Regions from separate parts of the Mus musculus genome. Here all the other regions are linked to region 2. Evidence: chromatin contacts called from public promoter capture Hi-C data. All regions are on one chromosome and are shown on one strand. Each heading gives the region's core, a stretch centred on a gene start, on an enhancer-like site or on the middle of the called end of the contact. The rest is flanking DNA. Distances are from core to core; before and after follow the strand shown.

What was found. Promoter capture Hi-C pulls out the DNA fragments that hold promoters and counts their contacts. Capture Hi-C pulls out chosen DNA fragments and counts their contacts.
Region 1: a promoter capture Hi-C map of pre-B cells shows a contact between it and region 2. The contact joins the promoter of Naa15 here to the promoter of Exosc8 in region 2. A contact is called at or near these places in 2 of 39 promoter capture datasets (cranial neural crest and pre-B cells) and 2 of 484 Hi-C or Micro-C datasets (B cells and memory CD8 T cells).
Region 3: a contact with region 2 is called in a promoter capture Hi-C map of adipose tissue, with 2.4 times the contacts expected there. The contact joins the promoter of Rnf13 here to the promoter of Exosc8 in region 2.

Annotation. Positions count from the first base shown.
Region 1 is chr3:51,413,704-51,417,324 of GRCm38.p6, reverse strand. Naa15 (N(alpha)-acetyltransferase 15, NatA auxiliary subunit) reads right to left here and starts at 1,309. Exons shown (of 20, transcript NM_053089.3): 1 at 949-1,309. The coding sequence starts at 1,002. It overlaps LOC108168868 (a long non-coding RNA gene), which reads right to left and starts at 942. Exons shown (of 2, transcript XR_001783830.2): 1 at 551-942.
Region 2 is chr3:54,733,180-54,736,771 of GRCm38.p6, reverse strand. It overlaps Exosc8 (exosome component 8), which reads left to right and starts at 1,408. Exons shown (of 11, transcript NM_027148.3): 1 at 1,408-1,764; 2 at 2,440-2,476; 3 at 2,606-2,669; 4 at 3,041-3,114. The coding sequence starts at 1,748. Alg5 (asparagine-linked glycosylation 5 (dolichyl-phosphate beta-glucosyltransferase)) reads right to left here and starts at 1,233. Exons shown (of 10, transcript NM_025442.3): 1 at 1,123-1,233. The coding sequence starts at 1,188.
Region 3 is chr3:57,734,504-57,737,881 of GRCm38.p6, reverse strand. Rnf13 (ring finger protein 13) reads right to left here and starts at 1,825. Exons shown (of 10, transcript NM_001113413.3): 1 at 1,682-1,825.

The DNA.
Region 1 (3,621 bases), core at 60-2,559, 3.3 Mb after region 2:
ATAGTTTACAATGTAAACAGATTCAAGCCCATACCCCCGCAAGTTATCACTGCGTGTATTTTTATGCAAACCGCAAACATCTGAAGCACAGGGGATGAGTTTGAGATAGCGTCAACAAGATCCATCTTAGAAGACACTTCTATTATCTCCTGCTAAGTTTTTGCACCGCTATTTTTAAAACTTCAGAGTAAGGGGTGGAGGGGGAGTCTGTACTGAAACTTCCTACCGGACCGCCCCTAGAAATGAGTCCCACCTCCCGGAGAAGGGTGTCGGGGTGGGGCCGTTTTGCTCTCCAACTAACAAACAAATGCTGCGTTTCCCACTCCCAAAAAAAGAGGCCGAGGGGCTGCAGGATCAAGTATGCAAGTGCCTGGATGGAGGTGACAGAGTAGCCTCCGCTTCTACAAGAGTCCATTCTTTCGAGTCCAACAGTGACCCCCGGCCGGGCGGGGACCGGTGAATCCCAGATGGGGAGGAAGAGGGAGGGACGGGGCCGGAGAGGGAGAAGTGCTTTCAAGCAATGAATGAGTCCCTGCCTCGGCCACACCACCTGTTCCTTCCGAGGGTGCCACCCCGACCAGCCGGCAGAATCCCTGTCCGGAGCGGGGCCGCGACTCCCGGCCCGTGCGGCCCGCTGCCCCGCTCAAGGCCAGGCTGCTCCTCCCTTCGCTCTAGGAGGGTAAACGGCAGCCGAGCCGTGCGGATGCCGGGGAGTCGGGGCCTAGTCCGGAACCGAGGCCTCGAAGCCCGCGGGCCGCGGCGCGCGGACGGAGGTGGGGGCGCTCCCGGGGCGAGACGAGAGCTGAGAGTGCGCCCCGCCAGCCAGCACAGCCGAGGTGGGGTCCCCGCGGGGTGGCCGGGTGCCCGCTCGCCCGCCCGGGCTCGGGGCTGACAGGCCCGGCTCCCAGCGAAACCATCCCCGGTGCCCGCTCGCCGCCTCACACTCACCAAGATCCGCTTGAAGAGCGCGTTCTCCTTGGGCGGGAGGCTCACGGCCGGCATGGTTCCGGCTCCTCCCGCGGCTCCCGCCACCGCCCGGCTCGCTCAGTCCGTTTGTCCGCCCGCCGCCGCCACTGCCGTTCCCGAGCTCACTTCAGCCTTGAAGCCTTCACTCCGCCGCCACTAGGCCTCCGGGGTCGCCGCGCCCGCCCTGTCCTGACACTCCCTTCGCCTCTTTTTTTTTTTCTTTTCTTTTTTTTCTCTCTCTCTCTCTCTCTCCTCCTTTTCCCCCTTTCTCACTTAACGCCGCCGCCACCTCCCCCCTCCCGGGTCTCCGTCGGCGGTTCACGTGGTAACTGAAAAGACCGACAGAGGCAGCCAAAATGGCGGACTCGGAGGGCTTTCCCACCCGGGTCACACCTCCCAACGCGCAGGCGCGGTGACCCGCTCTTCCCCACCCTCGATGCACCGGAGCCTGCCGGGAACGCGGAGGCCGGGCCGGCCTGCGGAGCCGCGGATTTCAGAGTTGGCTCTGCCGGTCCTGCCAGTGCCGTGTGCCTGGGAGGGCCGCCAATGACGCTTCCGCCGCCGCCGCCTCCTCTCTGGAAACAGACTTTCTGCCCCTTCTCGCTAGACCGGCCTGCCTTTCTCTCGGTGGGGTAGACTCACCCAGATGGTGTCATCATAGCTTGAGTATCAAGTGCCAAAATGGAGATGTTTTAAGAAGAGGTATAATGGTTCTAGGCCCAAGTGCCTGTATTGTGTACAGAAGGGAGCGAAGGGTAATTTGTGAACCGATCCGAAAAAGAGGGCTTAATCATCTTGAAAAGCCTCTAAGAGCTTGACCTATGAAATGGGCCCCGGCTGGCTAGGGTATCAGTGATTTTTGTTGACTATTGCTAGAGATAGCCAGGAAAGGTGTTGGCCAGATCCGAAGTGACATACTTATACTGCCAAAGGAGCCTCTGAAGGTTGAGGTATATTTATTTCATTGCTGAAGTCATATAATGCGAGGTTGAGGAACTGGCTGTGTGAGTCACCTTAATGTGGTGGAGTTGAGGGCCGAGACTCCTGGAGTTGGCTTCTAATTCATGCTTAGGGTTGTATCTGTTGAACTGCCTGTTAACAGAAATCCTCAATCCTTAGAGGCCAGACTCCACTGAGCAAGGTCAGGCCTGAGAGAGAAGAGGATCCAGACGTTTCATTACAGTTAACAATAAAACTTTACAAAATGGCAAGCCATTGAGTCACAAGAGCCATTTTACCCTTGATTATCTCATGTGGACCTTCTAGTAATCTGTGCATCCTGAGTCATAAAGATGTGCAGCAGTTTAGCTCCTTTAGGTCTGTTTTTGTTTGTTTTGTTTTGAGACAGGATTTCCCAGTGTTTCCCTGGCTATCCTGGAATTCGATCTCTTAAAAACCAAAAAGGGAGCAAGCTTAGAGCAGGCAAATCCTGGGGTATCCTTGAACACTAATCTCTCTAAAGATTTAGGAAAATTAAGTTGGTGAGATGGTTCAGTGGATTAAGGCACTTACTTTGCAAGCCTGACAGCCTGAATTTGACCCCTGAACTCACATGAAGATGGAAAAAGAGAAAAGGCTCCAAAGAGTTGTTCTCTAACCTCCATGTTGGCACACATAAATAACAAGTGAATTCTGGGCTGGAGAGGGAGTTCATAGGGGAAATGACCTGTTACTCTTGCAGAGAACCTAGGCTGGGTCCCAGCACCTCTGAAGAGGCCAGGTATACACAGGGTGCTCGCACAGACAAAAGGCTCATGCATATAAAATAGATAAGCCTAGAAGAAAATCCTTCACATACAAAGATGTAAGTAAATAAATAGCTTTTCTACAAGTGTGTGCTGTTGAAGAGCTAACCTGGTGCTTTATGCATGCCAGATAAGCACTTTTTTGTTGTTGTTTTTTTGAGACAGGGTTTCTCTGTGTAGCCCTGGCTGTCCTGGAACTCACTCTATAGACAAGGCTGGCCTCGAACTCAGAAATCCACCTGCCTCTGCCTCCCAAGTGCTGGGATTAAAGGCATGCGCCGCCACTGCCTGGCCAGATAAGCACTTCTACCATTAAGCTAGCTATACCCACAGCACTAAATGCAAATTTTGTTTTTTCAAATTGTACAAATAATTTTTTAAATTGTAAGGTTTTATTGGCATGTTAATTATACATAATAATGGTATTCATTATTTTTATACATGTACATGATATATTTCAATCATAGTCACACACATACATACCCTTACCATCTTGTCTCCCTTGACTACTTTTAATCCCCTTCCCACCAACTAGTAATTTGATTGGTTTGTTGGTTGGTGTCCCTAAGTAGCCCAGGCTTACCTTGAACCCATACCCTCCTTTGCTTTCCAAATGCCGAGAATATAGTTACTTTTCCAAGTCTAAGCAGCAGAGGTTTGGGTGGACCTGTTGTGTTGTAGAGCTGTTTTTGTGTTTGTGTGCATGTGTACTGGTGCCCACAGAGATCAGAGTACCAGATCCCTTGGAGCTGGAATTACAAGTGGTTGCAAGCCACCCAGCATGGTGCTAGGAAAGGAACCTAGATCTTCTGGAACAGCAGTAAGTACTCCTAACTGCCAGTCATCTCTCTCAGCCCAGACAGCAGGTTTTAAGGTTCAGTGAACACTGGTCTAATTACAACATTGATCT
Region 2 (3,592 bases), core at 159-2,658:
AGATGAAATGTTATTTGGAATTGTTTTAAATTTATTTTCAAAAGTGGGCGGAGGCCGAGCATGGTGGCGCACGCCTTTAATCCCAGCACTCGGGAGGCAGGCGGATTTCTGAGTTCGAGGCCAGCCTGGTCTACAAAGTGAGTTCCAGGATAGCCAGAGTTATACAGAGAAACCCTGTCTCAAAAAAAAAAAAAAAAAAAAAAAAAAAAAGTGGGCGGAGAGAAAGAATGCCAACAGGCAGATGGAAAGTAGGCTTCAAGATGCAACGCACTGCACACCAAGTGCAACATGCTTGCAGTAAAATAAAGGGTACCTCTACTCGTTCAAGCCAGTGGGATCTAGTACAGTCCACACAGCCTCATCGTGCACACACAGTCAGCTAAGTCTGTATAAAGGATTCAAAGTAAAGTGGCCACAACCCGGAACGTGGCCAACAAAGTTCAGATTTGTTCCAAGCCTTTAAAGAAGGCATTTTAGTGAGAGAGGGCGCCTGGCTTCACCGGACACACAGCGACAGTCATCTGGCTACACCACTCCAAGACTGTGCATGTGCACATGTACATTGGCTAGGTGGCAGAGGCCTTTCTGGCCACCTGTCTCAATACAGGCAAGCTTTTCAGAATCTGCTTTCTGAATGAGTTACAGGCTCCTTTTCAAACTATGTGGCAGAGTTTAGTTGGCAAATATGTCCTCTTCTACATAATCAGAAGGGGTCTGCCACGTTTCTACAGGAATGGCAAAGAAAACGCTAAGGTGCCTGATTCTCAAGCAAAAAAACCCAAAACAAAACAAAAAGACCCCTGGCCAAAATGAATAGAACGCCGTCTGGGCCTATCTTTTGCTGACCCATCGTCCCTAGCCTTATGGATCGGCCGCTCTTTCCAGCTGCAGTGCATATGGGAGCCCCAGGAAGAAGACTGGGGAGTGGCGTGGAGGGGTGACAGGCGGGGGTTCAGAAGCAGGAGCCCCGAAAAGCTGGGCGGAGGCTCTGGGCACTCAAATAGGGTTCCAAAGGGGAACAAAGGTTCAAAGGATTTCAGGGAATCTGAGGCCAAGGGAGCCAAGCACGCGAGGGAAGCGCGGAAGGGACACCCGGAGCACCGGACTCCACCACGGTCTCACCAGAATGAGCGCGGCAGCCGCCAGCGCCACGCCGAGCCCCAGCAGCTGCAGTAGCAGCGTAGCCATCCCGCAGCTCCACACTTGCGGAAGCGCGGTGCGGCGCCGCGCCCCGCCCCAGCCGGCCCCGCAGGAGAGGCCGGCCTAGCCCTCGCCCGCCGCCCGCAGCGCCCCCGCCTGGCCGTGCCCCGCCACGGCAGGAAAGCCGAGGCCTCCCCGCAGCGCCCCCGCGCGGCTCCGCCGAGGACTGCAGGCCGGTCACCGAGTGCGGCAAGTCAAAGCCCTGGACCTGTGCACTGGCTTCACCCCTCGCGCCGTGCAGAGCAGCCATCTAAGGATGCCCGGCGCCGTGGAGGGTTTTAGGGTCACCCCCTTTTCATCTCGTGCGCCTGCGTGTGTGTGGGAGTGTGTTCGTGCACAAGCGCGCGGGCCCGTGGGACCCCGCGAGATTGGCGACTAGCGGGACGCTCGGGGTGGCCGGAGCTGGCGTTAATGCCTCGGGCGCAGGAACACGGTAGCTGCACTTCCCTAACCCAGGATCCCTCCGAGTGCCCTGGGCTGGAGGCACGCCTGGCGACCGGAGGGCGCAGGCGCGGAGGGCTGCGCAGGCGCAGAGCGGGCCGGAAAAATGGCGGCTGGGTTCAAGTGAGTGGCGGCGCGCGCAAAGAGGGCCCGGGTGCGGGTGTGGCGCGCGGCGGCGGGTGGGGGCCCCCCCGAGGACTCGCGGGGCCGCGGGAGGGCTCTGCCCACTCGAGGCGCTGAGGGACACTGCATCCAGGACGGCCCGGACCTCTTAGCCGAGGGCCACGCCGCTCTCCACGCAGGGCCGCCCTCGGAAGGGACTGGGAAAGCGTTGGGCGCGCTCTGGTTAAACCCGGAGCCGCCCACGCGTGCAGCCTGCAAACTCGCGTCTGCGGTGCGTGCACCGTACCTACCTGCAGTCACTTGTGGCCGCGGGTCGGCGAGGAGGCCAAACGTATGTACAATACACTCTTCCGTGGTAAAGTTGTGGATGCTGGCGAGTGTGGTTTATAACGGCGCGAAGTCACGCTAAGGTCCCTGCTTCAGAGCACGAGTGATGTGACTGACACCCAGGTTGACCCTCTTCTGGGTGTGCCAAGGGCCTCTGTTCCTCCTGACTATGGCACAGTTAAGGTCACCGCTGGAAACCGGTTGCTGCTGTGTGGCTTTTATAAATACGGGCCACACAGTTTCAAACGCCTGAGCCTGTCGAGATCACGCCTCAGACACCACACTCTCAAGTTCTGGGTTTCTGCTTTAGGACGCACTGACTGAGACACGTTTTAAACATTGTTTCAGAACTGTGGAGCCGCTGGAGTATTACAGGAGATTTCTGGTGAGTGAAGGTGGTTTTGTACGTTAGAGCTGTGGGTAAAAACACCAAGCTTCGGTTCATTTAAATGAATGAGGCTTAATGCTGCGTACCCGAAATACATCTATGACCCGTTTCCTTATAAACATTTAGAAGGAAAACTGCCGTCCTGATGGAAGAGAACTTGGTGAATTCAGAGCCACAACTGTCAACATAGGTGAAGATAAACTTCCTTTTAGTTGGGTGGGACATCCTTGGTGTCACGTAGTTTTTCAGCCAGCTCTACTATGTCTAACGCAATCGGGTGATGTTAAGAGATTTTTATCATCACACCAACCTTGTAGTTGATCTAAACTTTAGTTCAAATTGGGAGACCGAAGAAAAAGATGAAAAAACGTTAAGTAGTAATATCATTTTCAAGTCACTGACCTGAACCGGTCAAAAGTTTCAGGGGGTGGGTGGGTGGGGGTGGGGGGAGTTTCAGAGGCAAACAAAAAGATTTAAACTACTTTGTAGGAAACTTTGTGGTTATTTTCTTTTTTTTTTTCTTTTTAAAATTTTTTATGAATACCAAGTTTACCTTTCCAGGTTCAATCAGTACAGCGGATGGCTCTGCTCTCGTGAAGCTGGGGAATACCACGGTCATTTGTGGCGTTAAAGCAGTAGGTTTCCTGTATGCCTGTAATGTCTGAATTCCAAGTTAACTGCATGCTTATGAGGTTGTACTTGATCAGGGGCTGGTATTTGGAATGATATTCCCCAAGGTTGGTTTTTGTTTTTTTGTTTTTTACATGTGAGCATCATTAACGCTTTACAAGGTGAGTCCTCAGCACGTCACACGTTAGGGTTTCAGCAATATCGGTTTTGAAATCGACTGTTACAGTGACACCTTTAGCCATCGATAGCTTTTGTTCGTCGTAGGAATAGTAACTGTCTGCTGAGCTTTTTAGATGCTCTACTGTTACCAATCTCTGTAAGTAGAAGGTAGGCAGAGTCTACTGACAGAACCTGTGCTTTCTCACGTTTCACTGAGCAGCTTTCCTCGTTTAGGTCTGTGGTCAAGCTGAAGTAATAACTGTCAGACCACATACTGCTTGCCAGGATTATACCTGGGACTTAGTGGCACTGTCTCACTTGGGC
Region 3 (3,378 bases), core at 576-3,075, 3.0 Mb before region 2:
TGACTTCAGGTAAGGCAGAGGAAAACATACACATATGACTAAGACAACTAACTTTCCCTATACAAAGACTATAGTCTATATAATCAATTCAAGGAAGCATAACTATGATACAGACATATTTTATTTCATTTAATCTTCACAACTTCACCCTTTTTTCATTTTTTTTAACTTTCTCACTTATTGTGTGTGTATGACTTGGGAGGTAAGACATATACCACAAGGTTCATGTGGAGAGCCGAGGACAGCTTTGTGGAGTCAGTTCTCCCCTTCTTCCTCTATGTGGGTTCTGGAAATCTAATCCAGACCATTAGAACTGCAGGGCCAGCTCTACTACTCACCAAACATCTCACTAGCCCTTTCCATATTTACTGATGTCACCCAACACTGGAGGGTAAGTCTAGTCTGATTCCCAAATTTGAAACTCTTTGGAAACAGTTTTTTGTTTTGCTTTGCTTTGCTTTTTGCCTGATTCTACAATATTACACTTTATATCTTCCTCTTGACCCGCATAAAAACAAAAACAAAAACAAAAAAAAAACTATACCTGAAATTAACTCTATGGCCATAGATTATAAAAAGAAGAAAAAAGTCTATTAATGAATCCCTGTGGCCCTCCACACTCAACTCCTATTTAAAGACCACAGTCCTCTGAAATGAATTCTTTTTGACCCATTAAAAACTGTCTTTAAACAAGGCTTGATGGCTAGTAATTCCAGTACTGAGTAAGCTGAGGCAAAAGAATGGAAGTCTGAGATCAGACTGGGCTACATGTAAGGACCATGTCTCAAATAAATAAACAATGACCCTGTGGCCAATTAAACTCTCAAAAGTTCTTCCCTAAATCTTTAAATAGCCTGTCTCTACTGGCTCTTGGGAGGCACGGCCACTTTACTGTATTGTATCAGAAAGTGCAGCTGTCTTCTGGGCACTGCTGAAAGGAACGCAGTTTCCACTGGAACTGCTGCATCACTGGTAGAAAACAGTATAATCCAGGCAGGTTTGGGGCAGACATCAGCCTATAGCAGCTGCCCACGGTGCTGAAATTGAAGATTAAAATGGGAGTTATGGAAATTAACTACTGCCAGATTAGAAGAAAATAGGGCAATTGACCATAAGCAAGCAGAGAACATGCAGCAAAGTTGTTTCCCTCTCAGGGGCAGATCAATTCAATAAGCGTCCTTGCAAAAAAGTTCGGACTTCCAACATTGGGTAGGAAAAAAAAAAAAAAAGGCAGTATGTGGCCCTAGCAAGGTCACGTCCAAGCCTGTGAGCTGAGCTTTTACGGAAGGAAAGGGGAGTGGGTGAGAAAAGGAAGGAAGCAAGCGATGAGATTTTCTTCTTCTTCTTTTTAAAGACAAAACAGCCCGAGAGTATTTTCGCCGAGGACTTAAGAGGCAAGTCCTGGACTAGAGAAGTCTTCCAAGTATCTTTCCAGGCCACGGGGACCTCTGGAAGGGGCCGTGGGAAGCAAAATCCATAGCCCGACAACTTCAGATCTACCAGCCCGCAGGATGGGATGCTAAGGACTCCTCTCCCGCACGGGCCTGTGCTGTCACTGCACGTAGCAGAGGAGCCCGACCGTCCCCACCTCGGGCTACCGCACCCAGGCCGGAGTGGGTGTGTTCTCCCGGCCAGGCCCGACAACCCCCGCCTACCGCTGCGGAGCCACGCTGGTTCTTACCTGAAGTCCGCCCCCGGAACCTAGGCTCACGGCCACCCAAGAGAAGTCGCTACCCGGACTTCATGACTGAGTATCCGCACTGAGCCCCTACCCAAGCAAGTCGGAGAAGGGACCACAACAGCGGGCAAGCGGAAGTCCCGCCTCCCATGCCTCATTGGCCCATACTCGGAGGTAAAGAAATATTATTGGGCTGTGATGTTGCCCGTCACGGCCCCGCCCCTCTCGCGGAGTCGCGCAGCCTGCCTCTGCTGGGTTGGGAGAATTGCCCAGTTTTTGAGTGTCGTTCTGAACCGCGTGATACATCATCCCTATTAGGAACGGGGAAGATGAGGGAGGGACGGCTTTTGGAAGCCCTGGGTGCGGTGGAGAAGCCACCCTGGACTGCCCCAGCCTGATCCGCAGATGATTGGCTTGCAGAGTGAGGCCCTAGCGAAGGCTGTGTGTCTGAGTGGCCCGCAGCGATCCGAGGCCGAAGAGCCGCGAAGTGTCTTGCACCCTCCCGGGAGAGGGCCGATGAGGGCGGGGAACTCCGGGTGACGCCTTGCGCTGGAATCCAGGTCGGGTTAGAACTAACCGCCCGAGGTTTATGCAAGAACCACGAGGCCTGGCAGGGAGCCGGGCTGATCAGCTCACTGCTTGACTAGCCAAAGTCCAACCACGCGATTCAGTCCTCAAAACAGCCTTTCAAAAACCATGTCACCTTTTGAGGAACGAAAATCTCATCCCTTGAGTTCTCATACTTTTTCACCCCCTAGTCTGAAAAAGCAGAGTTCTTGGATTGAAATGACCTATTGGGCCATCAACATTAACAGCTCCTAAACTACTGCCTTTTGTTTTTAATGCGGTTTGATGCAAAGATTCTGACATGCCCTAATCGAACTGGCCCTAATAAAGCATCTTTGAGGCCCATACTGGCATCAAATATTTAATTAACATGTTTGGATTTTGGTTGTGGGGGGAGTTATTACAGGAATGTAAGTTGTTTATAGCCTCGTTTGCTTCAGGAGCCCTAAGTAGGTGGGGAACAAGAATAGAAAGATTTCCTATTCTTTTTTCTTGTGCCTTTTAAACTAGAATCTACTCTAAATACCACTCAAGCAATTTAAGAAAACAAATGTAAGGGATTGAAGATTGAGTTCACAGTCAGCACCCAGAGCACTTGCCTAGCAAGCACTAGACTCTGGGTTACAGAAAAGGGAGGGAACAAAAAAGAATCAGATTAGAATAATAAGGACCATCAAAAACATTTTCAGCTGCATAGCCCATAATTGTATAGTTAATGTATTTTTCATGTATTGGGAAGAAGACATTCACAACTATATAACTGTGCTTTGACAAAGTCATGAAGGTCGAGATTGGGAATATTGTTATGAAGGCTAGAGTACTATACAGAGAGGTGCTATATCTTTTGATGCATCTTTAATTAAATTCTCTCAAAATGGTTTTCTATATTAAATTAGATTTCTTCCATAATATAAAAGTTTTTTTAAGGACAAAAAATAAAGCCAGTTGCTAATTCCTTAAATAGAAACTCTTAAGAAGAGAACATTTTGCTTCTGTATTCAGTCTGCTCTGTAATCCATGGTAAATATATAGTTCTCTCAGAAATAAGCAAGGTAATGTATTTGTGTTGCACTTGGGCAGACTAATGGTGATATATATATATATATATATATATATATATATATATCCCTTGT